Linked DNA regions of Gossypium arboreum: region 1 is linked to region 2. The links are chromatin contacts, called in public Hi-C maps. All regions are on one chromosome and are shown on one strand. The core of a region is the stretch at or near the end of the contact, and the rest is flanking DNA. Distances in the headings are between cores, read along the strand shown. Region 1 holds the start of LOC108464422. Region 2 holds the start of LOC108461933 (protein DETOXIFICATION 19-like).

Region 1 (6,234 bases), core at 256-2,755, 290 kb after region 2:
TTACACTAATAACTAAATGACACATTAAAATTAACCAAGTACAATTTATAATTAAAATAGGTAATTCAAATTATTGATGGTGAGAGATGAATAAACCTACCCACTTTGGAATGATTTAAGTCATGAAATTTGGGAATATCCCACACACTATCCAAGATTATTACAACACCAAGGTCTCCATGTGCATGGTTAAGCTTGAGTTGGCAAAATAACTTGATGATTTACACCACCAAAAACTCATCCCAATCACCCAACAAGGGGACCATATCTTTCCAAGCTGTCCCCTATACACCTCAAACACATGGTTCTCGCACATCCGATCATTTTAAACACGAAATAATCATATAAACATGTAAAAATCTATATAATACTGATTATAATTATCTCAACTTCCTTCCTTAATATAAATACTAGTACACAAGCTTACTTATATCAACATTCCAAACTCCCACACAAGATACATTGTAATCAAAATCTCCCACGGAAAATCGGAGGAAAAGGTTAAGCTCTGGTGATCAAGATTCCGATTTCGAATTCGGGTGCTATACCTGCCGCCCGGATTCACCCTCTTTAGATCCATATAAAACCTCACCAGCCGATCATCTTTTCTTCAATGGCCGACTCTTGCCACACGCCTTTCCTTTACAGCTTTCTCCAACAACAACAACAACAACAACAATGGGTTCAGCCGAAAATGGTTCTCGACCTACAAGCCGAACAAGCAGCATCAACAGCAAGCATTCATTGATGTCTTCGAGAAGCAACAGTAGCAACAGCAGAAGCAGTACTTGCAGCAGTGCAAGAACAAGCTCGAGTGACAGTTCGGAGAGGAGATTATTGTACCATAGAAGAATCCGAGGATGTGAAAACACAGCAAGCAAGCTTGCAAGTGGTCAGTTGTATGGGGATCCCCACAGATGGCAGTATATAACAGCAGTGCCTGTTCTGAAACGTGAGGTTTCCAGGAGGAAAATACTGAAGCTAAGAAACAAGGTGATCATCAACAAAAGTGTGTTTCTAGAGGAAGATCAAGGGGTTGCCTGAGATTTTTCAGGTTATTTTTGTTGGCCTGTAGGGAATGCCATGCCTTGGAACCTTCCAGGAAACAAAGGTGTGGGGCAAGGAAATTTGACTAGTGTTGTTCGATAATTCATGATTAATTAATCCATGTAGATTATTCAACCTTTTTTTCCCTGAATATATTCTTGTTTGAGTTTGTGTTGATTTTGTCCTTTCAACGTCATTTGTTTGGAATTTTGGCACAAAATTCCTTGTAAACAGAAAATAAAAAATCAGAAAGAAAAAAAAACCATTGAAGATATATATATCATTTCCATGATTTTGGTATTATTACATTATTAGATTTCAAATATTCGGTTTAATTTTTAATATTTTTAAAGAATTTTATAAAAATATATCTTATATCAATATTTGATTTACAAATTTAATACACCAATAAATATTTTAATTTGGTCTGTGAAAATTTCAATAATATAGATAACAAAGGCCCATTTGGATCATGGCCTTGCTGAGCCATGTTTTTACCTTAATACGCTGCCCGTTTAACGTTTATCTTACAAATCTCCTTCTAAAAGGCGCGTTTTAAGTCATCGCGAAATTAAAATTTTCCCGAAAAAAAAACCTCGAGAAAAACTCCATATTAACAAACAAAACTTTTATTTTTCTTATTCCTCGATTTTCTTTCAAAGCTCTTAAACACCCACGCTATTGACAGAAACAGAGATAGAACTATCGTAACAACGAAAGAGAAAGATCTGCAAAAACCCAACAGGTAAAATAAAAGGAAAACATCTTTCGAACAAAAAGAAATAATCTTATGAAATTGAAAAAAAAAAACATGTTGTTTTTGTTGGGATATTGTAGTTTCAGTATTAAAGGATATTGAAATTTGTCGCTGTTAAATTTGGTTTTAAGAATTCTTGTTTTTTTTTTTTTTTAGCATATCAATTTTAGCTTATCCTTTCTTTCGCGTAACAGAAGTGGAATTCTTTTTTTTTTTTCTTTTGGTGTCTCTTTATATGTTCTTTGCTTTCAGTGTGAGAGCTTATACATCTGCTTTTAATTAGATTTTTAGATCTTGAAATGTGGGAATCTTTTAGGATATGTTTTTGCATTTTGTTATTTGTAGGTGTTAGTTTTTATTTGAGAATATTAATGGTTTTGGTTTTATATTTCTGTTTCAGGGATTGGGTTTTTGATAATGGTTTTGCCTATTTAGAAGTGGGTATTGAATTGTAATTGAAGAATGGGTGGAATGTGAATGTTTTGAGGGGTTGATTTTGGGGTGGCTTTGATCTTTGGTGTCCAAGGAGTTTGTACGTAGAAATGGCTGATATAGAAGGTTTACAACCAGCAGCGGGGTATAGATTTAGTCAGGTGGAGTTGATTGGCAGGGGAGCCTTTGGTGACGTCTATAAAGTGTAAGCCTGTTATTTTGATTTATTTCCCAATCACATTGCTTGAGTTTATTTGCATTGTTTATTTACATTTTGTTGTAAGAAAAGAACTTAAATCTAATGTGAGTATTACTTGTGATTGAATATTTACGTTGCACATTGTAGAAATCTTTTTCCGGTGTTTAATTTAGAGTTGCTTCATGTTTGTGGGATTAGATTATTGATAATAATGCTTTATTGAATTGAAATCTTATCCTGTCTTAAGTAGAAAGTATACCATTTACCTAAAACTTGAACTAGTGTGTATATATATATGGACAAAAATATCTTCCTAACGGATGGGGAAAAAGGAGCTTAAAGGGCTGTTGGGTGAAGATTGACTAAGCACTAACTTGGCAACACCTAACAACCTTATGAGCATTATAATTACTTTGTTTTGTTATGTTTGTTGTTAGCTTCTTTGATTTTGCTAAGTTTTGACCATTATGATTATCTTGAGATAGGCACATTATTTGGTATGTGCTAATAATAGAAGTGGCTTCAAAAATGACTGTTGCAAAAAGATGTGGTTGTTTAAATCATGAGCCATGGTTAATGAAAATGAGATGGATAACTGATGCTTTTCTTGATTTGCAGGTTTGATAAGGAATTGAAAAAGGAAGTTGCTATCAAAGTTATTGATTTAGAGGAATCGTAAGTTGGTAACTTTGTTAAATTGTATTTGGTTTGTTCTTATTTCAACAGTCAAAAGGCTGGTGCTTGCTCTGAGCAAGAAAGTCTTGTATGCTATCTCTTGTTTAGTGTTTATTTTTTATGTTAGACCTAGCGATTCTGAATACAAGACAGTTACAGAGCACTAGCATGACACAGTAAATAACTAAATCATGATAATAATAAAAATGACATGACACCAAAAAAAAAAAAAAACATGATCCAACATGAATACACAAATGTGTCAAACTACATACAACATGAATTACTAAAGTATCCAATTTTATATAAATATATAATATCTTAAACATGCATGTGACACGTAAAATTACAGCTACACGACAAGAATACATGAATTGCCAGCTCGCTATTAAGTATTAAACCCACTCTTTTTTTCTTCCCCCTCCCATCTTCCTTTCAGTCTATGTCTAAGTGTTGGGTCTTCTGGTGGCAATCACTTTTTGTGTGACAAATAAATTAATTGCATCACTTGTTTGTGCATGCTTAGCAAAGTAAATTTATCTTCCTTTATCAGTATCATTCTTAAGAGCATCATAATTCATCAACTTGCATGGAAGTTACAGAAGCCTTTACTTATTAGCAAGTAGATGGGGCATATAACAACTTCCTTCTTTCACTCGGTGTTTATTTTTATTTTGGTTTTGGTTTTGGTTTTTTAGCTGTTTCTTATGGTTGCCTTTGTTTTGTACTCTGCAGTGAGGATGACATTGAGGACATCCAGAATGTATTGCCTTACTTTCCTGGGAGCTAGTATCCTAAGTTTTCAACTAGTAGGTTACTAGGTTTTTCATATGTTTTGTTTTTGTTCCAGGAAATTTCTGTTTTGTCACAATGCCGCTGTCAATACATCACAGAGTATTATGGTTCCTATCTTCATCAAACTAAACTGTGGTTGATAATGGAATACATGGCTGGTGGTTCAGTCGCTGACCTAGTAGGTCACTTCTACTTGCTTCTGCATGTTTGTTGCATGATGCTTGGCTGAAGATTAACAAATTTTGCTTCCCTATTAACATGAACTCTTTTGTGTTTTCTTGGTTTCACACTGTTTCTGATCAAGATATTTGAAAATTTGAAAATGACCATAACAATGATCATTACACATATACCATTATTAGGAAGAAACAGATTAGGAAGTCTTGATTTAGACTATGCCTTAATCAAAGAAGGAGTGGATTTAAATACTTCTCTCTGTATTACTAGATGAAGAACTTGGTTCCTAGCTTTTTCTTTTTCACTTTTCTAACAATATTTTCCATGTAGTTTGAATTCCATTGATCTTGAACTTGCTTTTGTTTTCTTCCCTTTTCCCTCTTTTCTTTTTGTAAAATATGAACCCCATGATATTTCTGCCATCTTTCCTGTAGTAGTGCTTTTATCTCCAATTTCAAGGTGTCTTTTTTAGCAGACATGACCCTTTTTCTTTTCTTCTTTTCTTTACCTGTTGTACTGTCAACACAAGGTTTCTTTTTCTGATATTTTTGGACAATTCCCTCATATACCTCTCTGGTTGTATGTGAACTAGTATTGGCTGCTTATATTAGTGTATTTTCTCTTGTTTATCATCTGACCCAGTGCACTATAATTGCCAAATAACACTTCCTTTTCTGTAAAGTTAATGGTTACTCGTTATGTACAGCTCCAATCAGGCCCTCCACTAGATGAAATGTCAATTGCCAGTATTTCAAGGGATTTGCTTCATGCAATTGAATATCTACATAATGAAGGAAAGATTCACAGAGATATCAAAGGTTGTTTTTCTTCACTCATGTTACCCACTTATAAGTTATAAGATATAGGTGCACGTAGATACAAATAATTTTAGAGCATTTGGTCTACAGACTTGTATAGTTATACCCTGCTTCAAGTAATTCTTCTTATTTTTCTTTTCAGCCATTTGATTTTCTAATGTTGTTTGTACCTAGCAATTTACTTTGTTCATTACTGGAAACATTTTTGCTATCACTTTTGGCAGCGGCAAACATTTTATTGACTGAGAATGGTGATGTTAAGGTACTTCTCTTCCTCTCAAATGGGCTCACGTTTTGCATGAATTATATCTGTAGAGTTCCTTCGCATATAGTATAAAGTGGTATAAGTATATACAATTTGCTCTTTGGAATTAATTTTGTGGCCTTGAAACAGGTTGCAGATTTTGGTGTTTCAGCACAATTAACAAGGACAATATCGCAGAGAAAGGTACGGTACAGTACATTTTATTTTGTTCACATTGTTTTTCCAATCTTCTCAGGCTTTGGCTGCTGTCTATGCCTAGGGTGGCACTGCTCTCTCTCCCTCCCTCCCTTCCTTCCTCCTTCCTCCTTCCTTCTCCCTCTCTCCCCCAGTGGTTTGCTTGTCTTATGATCATCAATGAACTAATATGGTTGACGATGTCAGACTTTTGTAGGAACACCATTCTGGATGGCACCAGAAGTTATTCAGAATTCAGATGGATACAACGAAAAGGTACTTCTAAAGCTGTGCTTTGGAGTTCTTTCTCGAGTTTTCTGACATGTTTTGTTGCTTCCACCTGCCATCCATCCATACATTCTCTTCCCCTCTTAGACACGTATACGCAGCCTGCCATATCTTTGTCTGCTAAGCCTTGTTGAGTAATGAGCATTTCATCATTTGATTCTTTGATGATACAGGCAGATATATGGTCTTTGGGCATAACTGTGATTGAAATGGCCAAAGGGGAACCTCCACTGGCAGACCTTCACCCAATGCGAGTTCTTTTTATAATACCTCGAGAAAATCCACCTCAGGTAATCTCAATAGTTTTGTTATCATGCTGAAATTTACATCAAATGATTTATGCTTATGTTTCTCATTCTCTTGGTGGAATCATCATGCTTTACAGTGTACATGTAATCCTAAATTTTCTATCTTGCAGTTGGATGAGCATTTTTCCCGCCCCATGAAAGAATTTGTTTCCTTATGTTTAAAAAAGGTACCTGCTGAGGTAAGCAATTAAGCTTTCACATATTTTTGTATTTGTTTAGTGTATGTTGTTTTTCTAGAGCCCTATAAGCTGCTAATAAACCACAACATTAGTCTTTAATTGTTGTTTTTTAAAACTATC
Region 2 (6,292 bases), core at 2,121-4,620:
AAATCAATTAAATGAAAAAAGAAGCAAATATTATGCAAACTGACCTTGCCGCAGCACTAAGGCCATAAGTAAAATTGAAAGCAATGGCTTCAGTGTTTACACTGGTAAATTGCAGCAGAAAGAATCAACCATTTGAAAACTAAAATAAAGTGAAAAAAAGAAAGAAAGAAATAGAAATAAATATCCTACCACATTGCTACCAGTGAAGTAGTTATTTCTGAATTTGGCATCAATCCTGCTAGCAAGACAAGAATTTCAAAAGCCCAGTACTCCAAACTGGCAAAAAAGATACAAGGAAGAAAGGGGTTAATAAAATAATGTTGTCATGGCTGTCACAATATATGTTACTATAAAATGATCAAGATTTGGAGGAACTCACCACACCATTGCTGCAGAGGGTAAGGCTAATTTCAAGTCTGGAATGATATAACCAAATGATTCAAAAGAAAACCCTTCCCAAGTGTGCTCAAACTTGTTTGAGAAAGCAACATAGGTTATCAAAAGGAGAAAAGATATCCAAAAAGAGATAGAAGCTGCCATTGAAGCTCCCTCGAGACCAAGACTTGTCCAATAAACCAAAGTATAAGCAATGCCAAAGTGAAGTACCAATGGCAGCCCTGAGAACAAGACTAAGGGCATGACAACGCTTTGTGTTTGAAGAAATCTCAGAACATTTTGTATCAAACCAAATGCAAACACAGCTGGGATTTGATACTTGAGGTAAGCATCAGCTTTTTTTGCAATATCAGGCTGTTGATGAAGAAATATTAGTATTGGCTCAGTATAGAACCATAAAATGGATATAATGATTGAGAAAAGGAAAGAAATGATGCAAGAAGCTTGTAAGTAGATTCCCAGCATGTTATAAGTTTTTGCACCAAATCCTTGACCACAAAGAGTCTCCAGTGCTCCACTTAGTCCCACCTGAAAAACAAACAAACAAACAGAAAGGAAAGGACTGTTCAGATAGCCAGCTTTCAATTCACACAACTACAAGGCTTTGACATTACATCAGATACATGGAGATCTCAGAATTATATACACAATAGCAAAAAAAAAAAAAAAAAAATCTATGAAAGATCCCTTAAATCATAGATGAAAGCTATAATCAAGTAGGTAAAAGATAGCAGAAGGTTGGTAATCTTCTTTGGCGTAAGAAAGGAGACGTTTGTGTTAAAATTGCAAGGGATAATTTGTTTCTTCTACAATTTACAAATGCTGAAGCTAGAGAAAGGTCCATTGCATTTTCAGAATAAGCAGGTGATACTAAGCAAATGGGAGCCTAATCTGAAGTGTTTGGAGTTCTAACTGGAAGTACTTCATCTATTCCTTGATGATAATTGCTGTAAGGAATATTAGAGGGTTTAATAACCTTTTAAGAGTATGAAAGTAGTCAATAGAATTCATAAACTGAACATTGATGTTGTATGCCTACTGGGAACTAGGGTCAAGCAAGATAAATCACTGAATATTGCTAATAGTTCTTTTTCTTGTATTACATTGGTATTTATATGGTATTAGCACCAAATAAATTCGCTCTATTAAAAAAATTGATTTTTTTTTTATTTTACCAATCAATGATTAGTTACTGTGACAAATTGATGGCGTTATTCTCTTTGATCCCGCCAACTATCAACTATTCATTTCAGATCATTTACTTATATATTCATTAATTAAAATTTTTAGGTTATTTTTATAAAAAAATCAAACTTGTCCAAGCTCAGTCTGACTTGACTTGGGCCAAGCTTGAATAAGTATTTTTGTATCTCGACTTTGTTTAAATTCAATTTAAATATTAAAAAAATTAAAATTAAATTAAAATTAAATTTTAAAATATATAAAATATCAATAAACATATAATTTAATATTTTATTAATTTTAAATAATTAAACGATTTTTTTGAGTGAACCGACCCAAAACAAAATTTTCTGAAATCAGGCCTTGGTCTGGCCGGCCCATCAACATCTCAACATTCCCTAGTTTGAAGGTGGTGTAGGAATGAAACGTTTGGATAATTGATATATAGCTTGTATCATTCAAGTGATTAGAAGCATATTGGCAAGTCTAAGGCTCTTTATGGATAGCCTGGTTGAAGGATTACACGCTAAAAAATCCATATTTTTGCAAGTTTCACTGAGAAGAAATTCTAGCTAGAGCTGGAGGAAGATTCTAAAACTCGGAAGAAGCTGCATCTGTGTTGGCTAACTTGGATGTCAGTAACAATAAACTAACTATTTCTGCAATTTGGAATGAAACTAGAGAAAAGGAGAGGAAAGTCGGATGATTTGGTTTCCACTTCATATACCAAAACATTCCTTTCTAATTTGAACGTTTGTCCTTCCAACAAAAGATAAGACTTACTGGAAGGGGGATGAGCATTGAGAGTTATTGTTCGCTATGTCAAGGGAACTAGGAAACAAGAGATCGTCCTTTTGTAAATTGTATGTTTGTTAGTGTCTTACGACCTAGGAGAAGCTGGGGGATGGAATCAGGAGATTCATTGACTTTGCACAAGACTTAAAGGCAAAGCTCTTGTTGTTTATATTTGAAGTTAGCATGGAATTCTTTCATTTACTTGGTCTGGCGAGAAAGAAATAGAAGACAGTTTCAAAGGTAACGTTTGAGTATTGGTGAGCAGGATATTGTAGGTTTAAGGCTTTCTTGGATAAATAAAAACTTACCAAAAAAGAAAGAAAGAAAGAAGAAGCTATAATCAATGAGACCCAATCTTTTATTTTCTTCTATAACCCTTCCCAACAAATTTCTTCACCTAACAGTCAAGACAACAGTAATCATAAAGCTATAACCCAGTATACCAGTCTATAAATGTGAGGATACAATAAGCTTTTAAAGAGCTTTATTTTCTCCAAATAAGACGGAGTCATGACCTATGGTGTTATAAAGATGGGATGAGAGTAAATATAGAGTTACCATGAAAGCGTAGCCAGTGACATTGGCCCATGAATTGGCAAGTGTAGCACCAGCAAGGTCAAGCTCTCCAAGGTGACCAGCAAACATGACAGAAACCAAAGCAATGGCATAGTAAAAGACATTGGTAAGGATCATGGGCAGTGAAAATAAGATTTGAGTCTTCGCTTCTTCTACATCTAAAACATTCCTCAAACACCTTGTTTCTGTACTTTGGTCTTGTCTTTGGGAAGCTTGACTCAAGAGAGCTGTAGTATCTAAGCTTGAGTTTGATGGCTCCATAACTCAGATTTTCTTGGGATGAACTTTTTTCGTTTTGAAGGATTATTGGGATATTCTTGTTCGTTATTATTGCTTACCAATTTGGCATTTTTCAATCTCTTGAAAAAGAAAGAAAAAGAAATTGGAATGACGGATGGGATTCTTTATGTGGTAAGTCTGGTAGATGGAAATTGATTGGTCGTATTCAACGCAAAAACAAATATATGGTTGCAATTATACACAACTTTTTTTCGCATATGTTCTTATTTTGGATATACCAACAAAAGTTTGACTATTTGTTATTTAAATAGAAGGAAAGGATGAGGAGAGATTAAATCTTTCTTAATTAATTTATAGATTAAAGTTAAATCATTGCTATTCCTATTGCTATTTAACTGCTATAAGATCCACAATTCTCTGAACTTAGGCTTTTGTTGTTCACATAAAAACATTCTCTCCATAGAATAAATGTAAAATAACTAGAAATAATCGAAATCAAAACTATTTTTAATGATAATGACTAAAATATAAGTTTTTTCAGTACCAAAAATAAAAACTTGTAAAGTTAAATGAGTAACCATGAAATTTTTTCTTTGTTATGAAAGTTGAAATATTGAGATTTTATGGGGACTACTGCAGATGTGGATGGATCGGGGCAGGAACACTCAATTGGCAACTAAAATAGACAGGCTGGAGCCACACTTCCTCTTAAACGCTCTCAGGCTTTGATCTATGTGCCCCTAGAAGGAAGGAAATTTTACAGATTTATCTTTCAAGATATGATTGAACCCCAGTTTTTAAACGTGGTACACATGCTATATCATTAGTTGATTAATTTTGAAACATCAATACATACATTGAAATTTAAACATTACTAAAAGTATATAAAAATTATAAAAAAAAGAGTAAACTATACCATGGTTTGCTTTTTTTTTTTCGGAATTGGTTCAAATTTTTTTATTAATTACGAAAATAATTCACTTGTAAAATTATGTCTGAGAATAAGCCATTTGCTATAGTAAATTTTTATGTCATCGTTGCTATTGACGGCACGACCTCTAATAAATATTTAATTATTGGTCAATTTTAAAAATAATAATTTCTTTGGGTGTTGTTGTTGCCATTGGCTGTACTAGTAAAAATAAGTGTACATGTCATGCTAGAATACTCATATTCTAAGAAAAAAGAAAAAAAATATTAATAGAAAGCATGTTAGATTTTTTTTGGTGGTGTTGTTCTCTTTGACAATGTCGGTGCTTTTTTTAAAAAATAATTTTTAATAGGCGTTGCCGGCCTCTATGACAGCTCTGAGAAATTCTAAAAACATTGTAATTCATTTTTTAAAACGAAGACTTAGATTTAGAGCAACAAAAAAATAAAATGAAACCTTAATGAGAAAAAAGAAGGAAAAAAATGATATGTATATATTTGGCTTAAAAGTAGAAGCTCCAATAGTGAGAAAAATGAGAAAGAAAATTGAAAAACTTTTAAGAAAAATAAAAAATTATGGGGGAGAATGAAGAAAAGTTGAAATAATAAATAAAAGTTTTCTAATTTTCTTTCTCACCTTTCTCACTATTGGAGCTTCTCTTTTTAGCCAGGTTTATATAATTTTTTCTTCTTCTTTTTCTTCATACTTCTTCACTTGAAGATGAAGGTATCAAGTTTTTCGTTGCACAAGGTCCAGATCTTCATTTTACAGAATGGATAACAATTTTTTTTTAATTTCCCTGATGCCGCTATAGAGGCGAGCGACACCCATTAAAAAAATCAATTAAAAAAAACACATTTGTGCCGCCAAAGAGAACGACAATACCTATTAAAAATATTATTTTTAATAAAAACACCAGTGCCTCTAATGCAAACGGCAACACTTGTTAAAATATAATTTTTTTTCTTTTTCCCTCATAATACGAGTATTTAGCATGACATGTATTTTTATTGGTGCCGCCAATGGCAACTATGACACTCAAGGAAATTATTATTTTTTAAATTGGCCAATGATTGGGTGTTTATTAGGGGTGGTGCTGCCAATGGTAATAGCGACATTGAGGTTTATTGTAGCAAACGAGTTATTCTTCTTATATATGATTTTGCAAGTGGGTCATTTTTGTAATTAATATAAAATTTCGGGCCAATTAAAAAAAAGCCCCCATGGTCATTCTAAAATAATGTTTGTCTTATTTTGGTCACTCGTATTTTTTTATTAATTTAGCTACTTTAAATAAGATAATTATATGAATTAGTCATTGCCGTTAAAATTTTCATTTTCTTTTAACAGATTACTGATGTGACACATAAGTAAATTGAATGACTGGCATGTGATATTTTTTCATTGACTTTTGACTAAAGTTTATAAACCTCTCTATAATTAGTTCAAAACTTTTCCCTTCTAAACTTTATAGAAAGGTACTAAACTTTAGTCGAAAGTAAAAAAAATAAAAATAAAAAATGCAATATGTCAATCATTCAATGGGCTAATATACCACGTCAGTAATCTGTTAAAAGAAAATGAAAATTTTTACGACAAAGGACTAATTTACACAATTATTTTATTTAGAGTGACTAAATTGAGAAAAAAATAGAGTGAACAAAATAGAATAAACCTTATTTTAGAGTAACCATAAGTATTGTTTACCTAAAAAAAAAAACATAAAATCGATTTTTTTAAGTTTTTTATAAAATTTTATAAAACATTAAAAATAAAATATTTATTTTTTTATAAAATACTCAAAATTTTAAATAATTGATCTAATTTTTCAAAAAAATATTTTATTCAAAATTTTGGAATTTTCTTAAATTTTATTTTATGATTTTTATAAAAAATTGATTTTTTGGTAATATTATATACTATATTTATATTCGTTTTGTTAGTTTGCATAGTTGATATATTTTTATCATTAATTCTAGTAAAATTTGGACATACATGCTACTGGTTTTAGTGAATTTTGTTTATTTTTGAAAGATGTAATTTAATTTGTAAAGATATTAAAATTTAGAGATAACTTATGTAATTATTGCATGAGCGATGATTGATCAAGCTATATAAGTGTCAAGTCCTTAGAATTTTAAAATCTCAAATTTTTGTATTATAACCATTCTC

Evidence for each region. A called contact is a pair of places that touch in the nucleus more often than the background predicts.
Region 1: a contact with region 2 is called in a Hi-C map of leaf, with 3 times the contacts expected there. The contact joins the promoter of LOC108464422 here to the promoter of LOC108461933 in region 2. A contact is called at or near these places in 2 of 5 Hi-C or Micro-C datasets (both in leaf).

The regions. Positions count from the first base shown.
Region 1 is chr13:113,722,867-113,729,100 of ASM2569848v2, forward strand. LOC108464422 reads left to right here and starts at 1,506. Exons shown (of 21, transcript XM_017764716.2): 1 at 1,506-1,792; 2 at 2,205-2,441; 3 at 3,054-3,110; 4 at 3,846-3,873; 5 at 3,961-4,083; 6 at 4,789-4,900; 7 at 5,125-5,162; 8 at 5,295-5,348; 9 at 5,547-5,615; 10 at 5,801-5,917; 11 at 6,046-6,114. The coding sequence starts at 2,347. It also overlaps the pseudogene LOC128286843.
Region 2 is chr13:113,435,600-113,441,891 of ASM2569848v2, forward strand. It overlaps LOC108461933 (protein DETOXIFICATION 19-like), which reads right to left and starts at 3,371. Exons shown (of 7, transcript XM_017761921.2): 1 at 2,932-3,371; 2 at 380-924; 3 at 190-276; 4 at 45-101. The coding sequence starts at 3,210.